Linked DNA regions of Mus musculus: region 1 is linked to region 2. A link is a contact called in public promoter capture Hi-C data. All regions are on one chromosome and are shown on one strand. The core of a region is the stretch at or near the end of the contact, and the rest is flanking DNA. Distances in the headings are between cores, read along the strand shown.

Evidence for each region. Promoter capture Hi-C pulls out the DNA fragments that hold promoters and counts their contacts.
Region 1: a contact with region 2 is called in a promoter capture Hi-C map of hippocampal neurons, with 13 times the contacts expected there. The contact joins the promoter of Edil3 here to the promoter of Cox7c in region 2. A contact is called at or near these places in 7 of 39 promoter capture datasets (the 3T3-L1 cell line, the C10 cell line, cranial neural crest and 3 more) and 4 of 115 datasets of contacts at active chromatin or transcription factors (astrocytes, embryonic forebrain, embryonic midbrain and 1 more).

What each region holds. Positions count from the first base shown.
Region 1 is chr13:88,817,982-88,823,444 of GRCm38.p6, forward strand. It overlaps Edil3 (EGF-like repeats and discoidin I-like domains 3), which reads left to right and starts at 3,491. Exons shown (of 11, transcript NM_001037987.3): 1 at 3,491-4,067. The coding sequence starts at 4,001.
Region 2 is chr13:86,045,383-86,051,021 of GRCm38.p6, forward strand. Cox7c (cytochrome c oxidase subunit 7C) reads right to left here and starts at 1,413. Exons shown (of 3, transcript NM_007749.3): 1 at 1,219-1,413; 2 at 345-487. The coding sequence starts at 1,293. The coding sequence ends at 371.

The DNA.
Region 1 (5,463 bases), core at 2,241-4,740, 2.8 Mb after region 2:
CAGTCTTTCTACCTCACAGTCTTTCTCATTGAAGAAACGTGTGATAACTAAGGTTTATCATAGCTTCGGCTCCACTTCGAGGCAGCGATTTTATGTGTCACTTTCCTTTATCCTGCTGCTGTGATAAAATACCGGACAAAAATGGCGTGAAAAGGTGAAATGGTTTATTTCAGCTTATAGTTCAAAGTGTTATCATGACACTGTGATGGGGGGGGGGGGGCTCATAGCAGGATGAGTTTGACCCAAGTAGTCATACCACTTCCACAGGCAAGAAGCATAAGCTGAAAGATAATTCAGTTCATGATCTCTTTTTATCCATAGAGTCATGGATCCTAGACTAGGGAGTGATGTCACTCACAATTGAAAAGTCTTCTCACCTCAATATAACCAAAATAACCTGTCACAAACATGTCCAGCGTACCAGTTCTCTGGTGGCGATTCTAGATTTCATCAAGTTGACAAGTGAGATTAATTACCACGTTCATAGCAGGAAAGAAATATTCAGTTCCTAGCAAAAATCAATAATCTTTCTGCATTTTCTCATTTGATTGTTTTCTTTCTACTTATTGTTCCTTTCCTTGTAGTGTTAAACCTACATTATATTAACAGGTATGTTAAAGAATAGCTTGTTATAATGCCTATAACAACCACCACCACCAACACCAACACCACCACCACCACCACAACAACAACAAAAGTTTGCAAAATGCTGGATTAACCACTTTTCAAAAACCTTCTTAACCACAGGACCTTCAGAGAATTTAATATGCAAATATTCCTCAAGGATGCCAAGACGCTTCATTAATATACAGTGTTCCCCAAATCATTTGTCCATGTAATACTATTATTTTTCTTTCCCAAGAAACCTTTCAACATCCTAAGGATAAGAATATCCATAGAAAACAATTTAAGAAATGCCATTTTCATGTGATATATAGATCATTTTTAGTATTTTAGGCACAGATTTGGAGAAGCTGTAAAACCATAGGGTGGATCATATGTGATTAGTAAAGGTCTCTTAGCACTTTATGTTCAGGAAAAAATTCATAGCAGCATTTTGTCCTTTTACCCTTTCTTTGTTTTTCAGACATTTTCTATATTCCATGTGGGAAAGGGCTGTATATATGTACACAGCCTTGTCTAAGTGTACCAACAGTGAAATGAACTCTACAAATGTAATTGATGGTAAGGCTTATTTGTAGATGTCCAGTATAAATAAGCAGGAAGGAAGAAGTGATATCAGGCAGGCACTGTTGTGTTTAAGCTTTATACCATCTTTGGATAGAAAATAAGAATTTTGTACAGAGCTACAAAATTGGCAACACCTTTCAAAGGTGATACAACACTTCATAAAGAGTGTCCTTTATAGTCCTCACCTCAGTTGTTTGGACATAGATTATGTATTTTGATGTGGCTTTATGTCTATCGGAGTATTTAAAAAGCAAAGCAAATGAACAAGGAACCCATTTTTGTAAAAAGGAAATGTCTAATAGTCTAGATTTTGACAAAAAGTTAACATTTTGACATGCTTCTTAGTATTACATATTATTGGTAAAGTGGAAATTGTAAATAAAATAAAGCAAACACAATGTTTATCCTATCGTCTCCTGTTGTCTAGCTCATCATACAGTACAGGCTGAGGTCCTGCACTTTAGGATTTGCCAGAATCCTTTGGAAGGGATCCCTGAAAGATAACTTGTCATTTTCCAAGTTGGAGACGGTCTTTGGAAAACACATATCACAGCAGGAGTGCACATTCAGAGTTAAACTGAAGTGACATACAAGGAAGCAGCATTGGTAATTGACTAGAATGGACTTACAACTCTAAACAATACTCTCCTTAACCAAAAGGGCTGGGTTTAAACAGAAAGTACTACAAGGAAGTGACTCTTCCTTTCCTTGACAAGACAATTTTTTTCCTTTTTTTTTTTTTTTTTTGGTTGTTTTTTGTTGTTGTTATTTTATTTCTTTACATTTCAAATGTTATCTCCCTTCCCAGTTTCCTTCCTGAAAACCCCATATTCGGTCCCCCAGCCCTTCTGGCTCCCCCACCCAACCACCCACCAACTCCTGCCTCACCATTCTAGCATTCCCCTACACTGGGGGCATTGAGCTTTCACAGGACCAAGGGCTTCTCCTCGCATTGATACCTAACAAGGCCCTTCTCTGCCACATATATGGCTGGAGTCATGGGTCCCTCCATGTGTATTCTTTGGTTGATGGTTTAATCCCTGGGAGCTCTGGTTAGTTTTTTAAACATGTATTGTCACCCTCTCACTCAGCATGGGAAACATGTTTTATTGTGGTTGGTGTTTTGCCCATATTACACATTACTTCTCTCTCTTGCCCTCATTTGGTTTTATTTCTCAATTGGTTTGCATGTCCTCCCACCCTTGATATCACTCCAGACAGAGAGATGGTACAAGATGAGGTTCCAAGGACTTGAGGAAGAAATAAAGAAGTTTCATGGTTGTCTCCTTTCAGCATCTAATCCTGAGAGTGACAATTTTCTTCATTTCTTCAGTTTCTCTACGCATGTGTTTATATCCTCCTATCTCCCTTCCTAATGGTGACTCGGGGAGGGCAGAGAACCCTGTTTCATTTTGGTACTTGGTACCACAGGAATTGAATCTACAGTAAGCAATCATTCTAACTGAAAAACAGGGGAGAAAGTACAATTGTAAGCCAGAGGCTTTATTTTCAGTTCAATCACTTTCAGTGCAAAATAAGCCCATTTATTTTAGTTTTGGTGAAGAACAGCGAAATTTGATCCACCTGAGTGATGTGTCAAGAATCTGCTCTTTCCTCTGTTTTTCTATGACTTCCTTCATGTGAAACAGATGTCCTGCTTACATGCCTCCCACTTGCTTATGCCCTTTCTCCACTGAGAGCAGATGAGCCCACAACCTTTCTCTTCAGCCCTGAGCAAACTGATTTGCAGGCAGAACAACAGAGCAGCAGCCTGTCTTGCCTGTCTGGCTCCTGACTAAATCGTGACTCCTGAGAAACTGAGACTTCTTTTAGCAGTCTTGGGTCTCACCAAGCTTGAGGCTCCTAGAGCCACTTTGTGAAATCTCTTAACTTCCTTTCCTGGCAGTCCTGAAGTTCAGTGGACTCTTTTGTACACTTAACCATAAAACCAAACCTGGAACCAACACTTTCGGACATCTATCGTATTCCCTTAACCTTAGAGTTTGCATCTTAGGTGGAGAAGATGTGGAACTTAGCAGATAGTGGCAGGTATCAGTCAGGGTGTGGCTGCGGCTGCCTCCCTTTCTCTTCCAGCAGAAGGAGCCACCTTCCAAAGCTGGGGGAGAGAGAGAGAATGGGGGGGAGAGGAAGAGAGAGGGAAGGAGGGAGAGAGAGAGAGAGAGAGAGAGAGAGAGAGAGAGAGAGAGAGAGAGAGAGAGAGAGAGAGAGAGAGAGAGATTGGAGAAGGCAATAAGAAGAGGGAGGGTAGGGGGGCGGGCCGCCGGGGGCGCCCAAAGCCAGCTAGGCTCAGTCTCACACGCGCGCCGCCACTGTTTGTACACAGTGCGCTCCTGGCCTCAGGCTCGCTCCCCTCCAGCTCTCGCTTCATTGTTCTCCAAGTCAGAAGCCCCCGCAGCCGCCGCGGCAGCAGCGTGAGCCGTAGTCACTGCTGGCCGCTTCGCCTGCGGTGCGCGCACGGAAATCGGGGAGCCAGGAACCCAAGGAGCCCGCGCTCCGCCCGCTGTGCCTCTGCTAGGACCCACTCGCAGCCCCAGCCTCTCTCAAGCGCACCCACCTCCGCGCACCCCAGCTCAGGCGAAGCTGGAGTGAGGGGTGAATCACCCTTTCTCTAGGGCCACCACTCTTTTATCGCCCTTCCCAAGAATTTGAGGAAGCGCTGCGGGAGGAAAGACGTCCTCTTGAATCTCTGACAGGGCGGGGTTTACTGCTGTCCTGCAGGGCCGCCTCGCCTACTGTGCCCTCCGCTACGACCCCGGACCAGCCCAGGTCACGTCCGTGAGAAGGGATCATGAAGCACTTGGTAGCAGCCTGGCTTTTGGTTGGACTCAGCCTCGGGGTGCCCCAGTTCGGCAAAGGTGAGGTGGCTGGGCAGGGGTCCCTGGATGAGGGACGGGCGGGGAGCACCTTTGGAAATGCCGCTCAAGGGGCCACAGTGGGTCCTCAGTGCGTGCACGGCGTGAGGAGCGCTACGAAAGAGGCGATGCTCCCTGGATACCCTGCCAAAGTGCTAGCAAAGTCCGTGTGGAGTGCCCCAGGCTGAGCCTGGGAAGAGGGTGCGATCTAGAAAATAAGAAGATTGAGGGGGTGTGAAGGGGTTGTCTTCCTAGGCTTTTTTTTTGCTAGTGATTCCCTGCGCGACCCCTGACTAGCAAATATCAATGTTCTTGGCCGATGACAGCGGACAGGGTTGTGAGGTTGTGATAGAGACCTGACAGAGCTAAGTGTGCTGGGCCATCATCTAGTAGGTGCTAGAATAGCCTGGATAACCACCGGGCGGTAAGCTGGATGCAGTGCTCTGGTGCAGGGACAGGGGTGGGGGTGGGGGTGGGGGCTAAGGGGTCTGTCAACCTGGACCCGATATTGAGAGTTCATACTGCCAATGAGAAAGAGAGAGGTCTACTAAGTCGCTAGCTTTCTCCCCAACCCTCCTCTTGGGCGCGTGACTTCAATTACAACAGCTCAAACAACTCTCTTCTCCTCCAACCCCAGGGGGCTTGAGCATTATTTTGTACTCCCTCTGGGTAAGACCTTAACTCTTGGTAATAGATGGCTGTGATGTGCAAACCAACCTTCATGCGTCCCTGGCCCAGGAGCCAAAAAGTTGTTCAGATTTGTCTACCTGTGCCTTTCATGGTTTGCATGTAAATAGGAAACTAGCATACAAAACAAAACCTAAAATTTTAAAATCAGTGAGTCTCCGGGTGAGTTGTTTAGGTGACTTTCAGGTCCTTTTGAGAGATTAGGCTTTGTCAATATAAAACCTGGTCAGAAACCTTTGTCTGCATATCAGCGGGTACTGAATTGGAGCCAGGAAGCCAAAGAGAGAGAAGGGGTTTCCAGATATTGGGTGGCTGTGCCCTTTCTGCGTTTGTGAGTACAGAAGGCCCTTCTGAGAGAGATTTACTAGAATCCTCCACAGATAGCAGTAAGTAGAGAGCTGATAAGCTACAAGGATTTGAAACGTTGTGGCTCTAGAAGTATTTGGAATTAAAAAAAAATGCTTTGACTCGAATCCATTTGAGATTAGACTAGGCATTGCATGGATACTCTACGCTACACCTATGCACTACCTATGTATGCGCTTCGGAGGGATGGACTGTTGGGGACTATCCTTCAGAAACCTGTGTTGCAGCCAGATGCCAATCTCTTTGGGACTCAAGTGGTGGGTAGTTCTGGTCTTCTCAGCTCCCCAGGATGTGACTGTTTTTCCAGGGGTGTAGGTGTGTGGGATCTATTCCAAACCTGCTCTGA
Region 2 (5,639 bases), core at 163-2,662:
ACAAGATTATCCTCTGTAGGAACCCTACACTAGTGCTACTAGCTATTGAAACTCAATCAATTATCTCTGTGTCTTCAATGGGGTTTTAATACTACTTATCTTAGAGGTGTGTTGCATAATATATATTCAGATTATTGGGGTCAAGGAGTACTTGTAAAATACTGACCTTTACTGATCAATACTTTATTTTTTTAATAGGTTTTCCAAATTGCCTCTACCAATATGACATTTACACTTAACCTTAAGGAATCTGGAGACAACTATCTACTTGCATGTTGTGGAAGAGTGTATAGGGTATAGAACAGAAATTACTGTTTTAGGAAAATTAGAAGCTTACTAATTACCTGTTAAAGGGATGAATTAAATATCCTTATTTTTTAAGTAGCTGGTGTCTTACTATAAAGAAAGGTGCGGCAAACCCAGATCCAAAGTACACGGTCATCATAGCCAGCAACCGCCACTTGTTTTCCACTGAAAATGGCAAATTCTGTTGAGAAAGAGAGAACACGGCAAAAAACATTCGTTCAAAGCATCTGAACTTGCTCTAATAAAAGGGTCGGGAGCAACCACGTATTTTATAATCAGCTGCATTCGACAGAACATTTTCATTTTAATTTAACACGCAGGTTTTCTGAATACCAGTTGGTAGGCCCTATTAAGTGTAAGGGTCTTTTTGGTTTTAATATTTGAAAAAAAAATTACTCTCCGAAGTAGTAACTTTTAGAAACAAACACATCATTCTCGTCCGTTGTTATTCGAATTTTCAGTATCAATCACAGTACAATTTTCTCTTTTTCCTATTCCACATCCTCTCTCTTCCCTTTACCAGGCTTCACCTAACAATTCCGGGGCAGTCACCACTAAGTACTCCGTTTACTTACACTGGGGGCTAAACCGGGCCTAACCGAGGATCGCCGCTTCAAACGTGGCTTGCTGGTTTAAAGCGCTAATAACCAGCCACAGGCCCTCTTCTTTTGTTTCCAATGACCTTCAATCTCCGACGCCGCCCAGCTCCCACCGAACCTTCCAGGCCTCGCTCTGCGGCTGACAGGCGGCGTGGAGGCAGCGGCTAGGCGCCGTGCTTCCCAGTTCTCCCCGGGGTGTGGACTGAGGGGCCTGAGTGTCTCCCCGAGCTCCTGGACAGTCACTTCCCTCCCCACACGCTCCAGGCCGGCCGCCGAGCGTCACCTTGCCCCTAGGCAGCCGAGCCTCACTCACCTTCCCCGGACCCTCCTCATAGTGGCTGCGACGGACCACGGAGGTCGTGAACCTCCGGATACTCTGGCCCAACATGTCGCTGCTGGAAGTTCTGCGAGGGCCGCAGACACGGAAGGCGGAAGAAATGGCCGTACCACCTAACTCCCCTTTCTACACGACCTTGCTCGGCAGAGCGCGAAGACCGAAAGGGAAGATGGGAGTTACAACAGGAACTTCCTGAAACGTACTCAACCGGCGGGCTCTGAGGTTTGTGGGCTTTGTAGTTTAGATAATACCGGGCGCCATATCGGCTCCGATGGATTGTGGGAAATGTAGTCTGGCTCTAGAATGAGCGCGCACCAGCACCAAGTGATAACTTACCTTTAGTGATTCAATGGGACCTGAGCTGTCCTATGAGTTCAGATCTAGGATTCTTGGGATTTGTTTCCAGAAACAATTTATTGAAGAAACTAAAGCTGCTTTAACATGTGTGTTCAAGTTAATGGAACAAGAAATAAAATTATTTTCTTGTGAGTATATCAGTCATTTTGATTATGGTTCTTTGCCAAGGTTGAAAGATGTGCATTATAGTCCTGTCTGAGGGAACACAAGCAACTGATCAAACAGTATGTAGCACAAAGGATGCCGTAGTGAAAACTGGACTGAAGTGCTAAGACCTGGTTTTTTTGAAGGTATAGAAATTGGATATAAGAGGACATACAGATAGAAACTCCTATGCGCAGCATGATTAGGTTGGAGAAGACACAAGAACCTTCTGACTTCTGGAGATTCCCTGGATTAGGAATTGGTTTATTCCTGCTGAACATAACAGTTTCATGGAGCATCAACATTAGCCAAGGCTACTAGACACTCGTAGATTATTGTTTTTTTTTTAAATTGGATAATTTCTTTATTTGCATTTCAAATGTTATTCCCTTTACCAATCCCCCCCCAAACTCCCTATCCCATCCCACCTTTTGTGAGAATATCGTTTGAAAAGGGGGTCACTGTGTGTATCTCTAAATATATAAATATAACCTTTTCAGTCTGTATAATATTACTTATGTATGTAACAATACCGGATGAAATGAAGAAACCATGAATTTGAAAGAGAACACAAGGCAGGGTACATGAAAGGGGTTGGAGGGAGAAAAGAGAAATGGAGAAATGCTGTAATCATATTATAATTAAAAATTATAATTTTTAGAAGAACACCACATAGACTTGTTAAATTAAGATTAGTCTAAATATGGTTCATATTTGATGATAAAATTTGGCTGAAACTATATCCTAAGAGATGTGTAAAAATATTTCATTCAAGCTACTAAGGCTCAGAAAGTAACAGGAGTTAAGCAAATCACAGGACTACATTCTGTCATCTAGCTCTCAGTCTGTCAGTCTGTTGGTTTGTCTATCTATCTATCTATCTATCTATCTATCTATCTATCTATCTATCATCTATCTGTCATCTACATATTTATGAATCTGCCTGTTAAACATAGTTGCAAATTCTATCACAAGTGTAGGCCATCCTTACCTAATCTAGATGACTCTCTTGGACTCTCTGTGAGTATTGTCATTAAAAGAGTAAGGCAGAAAGTATCAGTGTGCCATTGTCTTGCCCATATATAACAGTAAGAGAGATGAAAGGAGGTGGGGAGGGAGATTAGTTCCTCTCCTAACTTTTGGAGTGGGGGGTATGGGGAGAGAGAGGGGGGGAGAGAGAGAGAGAGAGAGAGAGAGAGAGAGAGAGAGAGAGAGAGAGAGAGAGAGAGAGAGAGAGAATTTCATTTTTAAAATATTTTTATTAGATATTTTCTTCATTTACATTTCAAATGCTATCCCGAAAGTCTCCTATACTCTACCCCCTGCCCTGCTCCCCTACCCACCCACTCCCACTTCTTGGCCCTGGTGTTCCCCTGTACTGGGGCATATAAAGTTTGCAAGACCAAGGGGCCAAGATATTTTATTTTATCCATTTTATCTGATGGTTTGCCTTTGTGTATGCATGCATTAAAACTTGATTCTTTGACAGGAGTAGCAAGCACTCTTAAACTTTCTCTTCAGTCCCCTCTTAAATTTTTAGAAGAGATTTGTTCTGTCCTTTTTCATATTAAAAGATTTGTAACAATACTTATGTTTATTCTATTAGAATTCTATACATGTATACAATTTATTTTGATGTCTATGCCCTCCCTCCAACTCTCTTTGTACATCCTACAATGTGTGCCCCTCCCAACTTTATGCCTTCTTTGTTTAAGATATCTCACTGAGTACATTTAGTATTGCTCACATGGAAGTGTAAATGGGTTTTTAGCCATCTACTTGGCAAAGAAACCCACCAATGGTGACACGTTCTAGGGAAAATTGACCCTTCTTCCGCCAGTAGCCATCAACTGTTAATTGCTCCTCAGAGCTAGGTTTTGTGACTGGACCACCACCCCTATGCTAGATTTTGACTAGTTTAATCTTTTCTCAGGTATGTGCAAATAACCTTATCTACTGTGAATATGCAAGTGCAGTGGTAATGCTATGCCCAGAAGAAAACATTTCAAAGTACTCCTCCCCATCCTCCTGTTCTTACATTCTTTCCACCCTGTCTTCCTTGATGTTCCCTGAGGCTTGGAGGAGAAGGTCGTGTAAAGGTTCCATTTAGGCCTGAACATTCATGCTTGTTCTCTGTGTTTTGAATTGTTATAAATCTGTACTGACTAGTGCCTACTGCAGAAAGACTTATTTCACCAAGGCTGACAGCAGCACATATCTATTTGTATAAAAACAAATATTCAGAAGAGAGTTCAACAGCATTGCTATTTAGCAAAAGTAACAACAGCAGTCCCCTGTCATCCATCTCTAGGGCCTATAGTCTCCAGACTATAAATAGGGAGTACTTTTTTATTCTTAATTCTACCTTTTAGTCTACTATAAATAATGTTACCTGTAGACTTAACTATCATTGATTCTAATTTACATCAGTGAATCTTCTCTGTGATTCACACAGGCCAATGGCTAGAATTAGCTCAGAACTGAAGCAGATCTAGCATAGTTACACAAATTATTTTCATAAGAATTGTGGAGTAGCCTTCTTGGGACCTCTGTCCCTGGGAAAGGATGGCAGAAATTGGAATGTACCAGTGTCCTTTCCAGATGTGACAATATCGAGAACTGTCTTTCTTACCTCTTAAAACCCTAAGTTCTTCCTCTACTTAAAAGCCTCCTGGGAAGTTCCTTAGAGTCCACAAAAGGGGAGGACATTCATGGAATATGCAAATAATTGTAACCATCTTGTCCCCAGAGCTCAGACCCACTACCAGCTTGACCAGCAGTACCTGGCACGGAAAAGCCTCTTCCAAAAATTTTAGGCATAAATATGTGATCTATACTAATATGGTTATGCTTGCAAACAAGTAACAGTTATGGGGGATATTTAGAGTTAATAAATTATTACCTAGGTCTAACAATTACTTGAGACTTCATCAAGCAATTGATGGGAACAGATGGAGAGTACCAAAGACAAACACTAGGTTGAACTTCAGAGACCTGTGAAGGAGGCGAATGAAGGACAGGTGGAGCCACAGGGGTCAGGGACACATGAAGAGAACATGGTCCTCAGAATCAACTGACAGGGACTTACGGGAACTCAAAGAGATCCGGGAGCCAGTAGAGATCTAACCTAGGTCCTCTTCATATATTTTATGTCGGAGTAGTTTGGTGTGGTGGTTTGAATACACATGGCCCAGGGAGTGACACTATTAAGAAGTGTCATTTTGTTGGAATAGGTAGCCTTGTTGGAGGAAGTGTGTTCTGTGGGAGTGGACTTTGAGAACTTTGTGGAACTCAGTATTCTCATAACTGCCTAAATAACAAGAGGTAGAACTCTCAGTTCCTCCAGCACTGCCTGCCTAGATGTTGCCATGCTTTCTGCCATAATGATAATAGACTGAAACTCTCAATCTGGAAGCAAGCTCCAATTAAATGTCCTTTATAAGAGCGGCTGTGGTCATGGTGACTCTGTCCTTTATAAGAGTTGCTGTGGCCATGGTGTCTCTTTACAGCAATGATCACCCTAAGTAAGACACTTTGTGTTCTCGGGTAAATCCTAACAATTGGAGCTAGAGCTGTCCCTGACTCTTTGATCTACTTGTGGGATTCCTGTTCTCCTACTGGGGTGATGACTAATTTTGAAGTGATGGTGTATGCCGGGTCTCATTGTAGCTTGTTATACTACATTACCTGATGTCTTTGGAAAGCCTGCTCTTTTTGAGGGGAGGCAAGAGTGGTGGTGAGGTGTGAGTGTTGGAGGAGGTTCTGGGAGGATAAGAGGGACAGGGAAGGAAAGCTGTAGTCAGGATGTAATATATGAGAGAAAAATAAATCAAGTAAAATAGAAATTAACCTCTTTTCCAATATTCCACTAAGCATTTCGCATCATAGATCTGAAT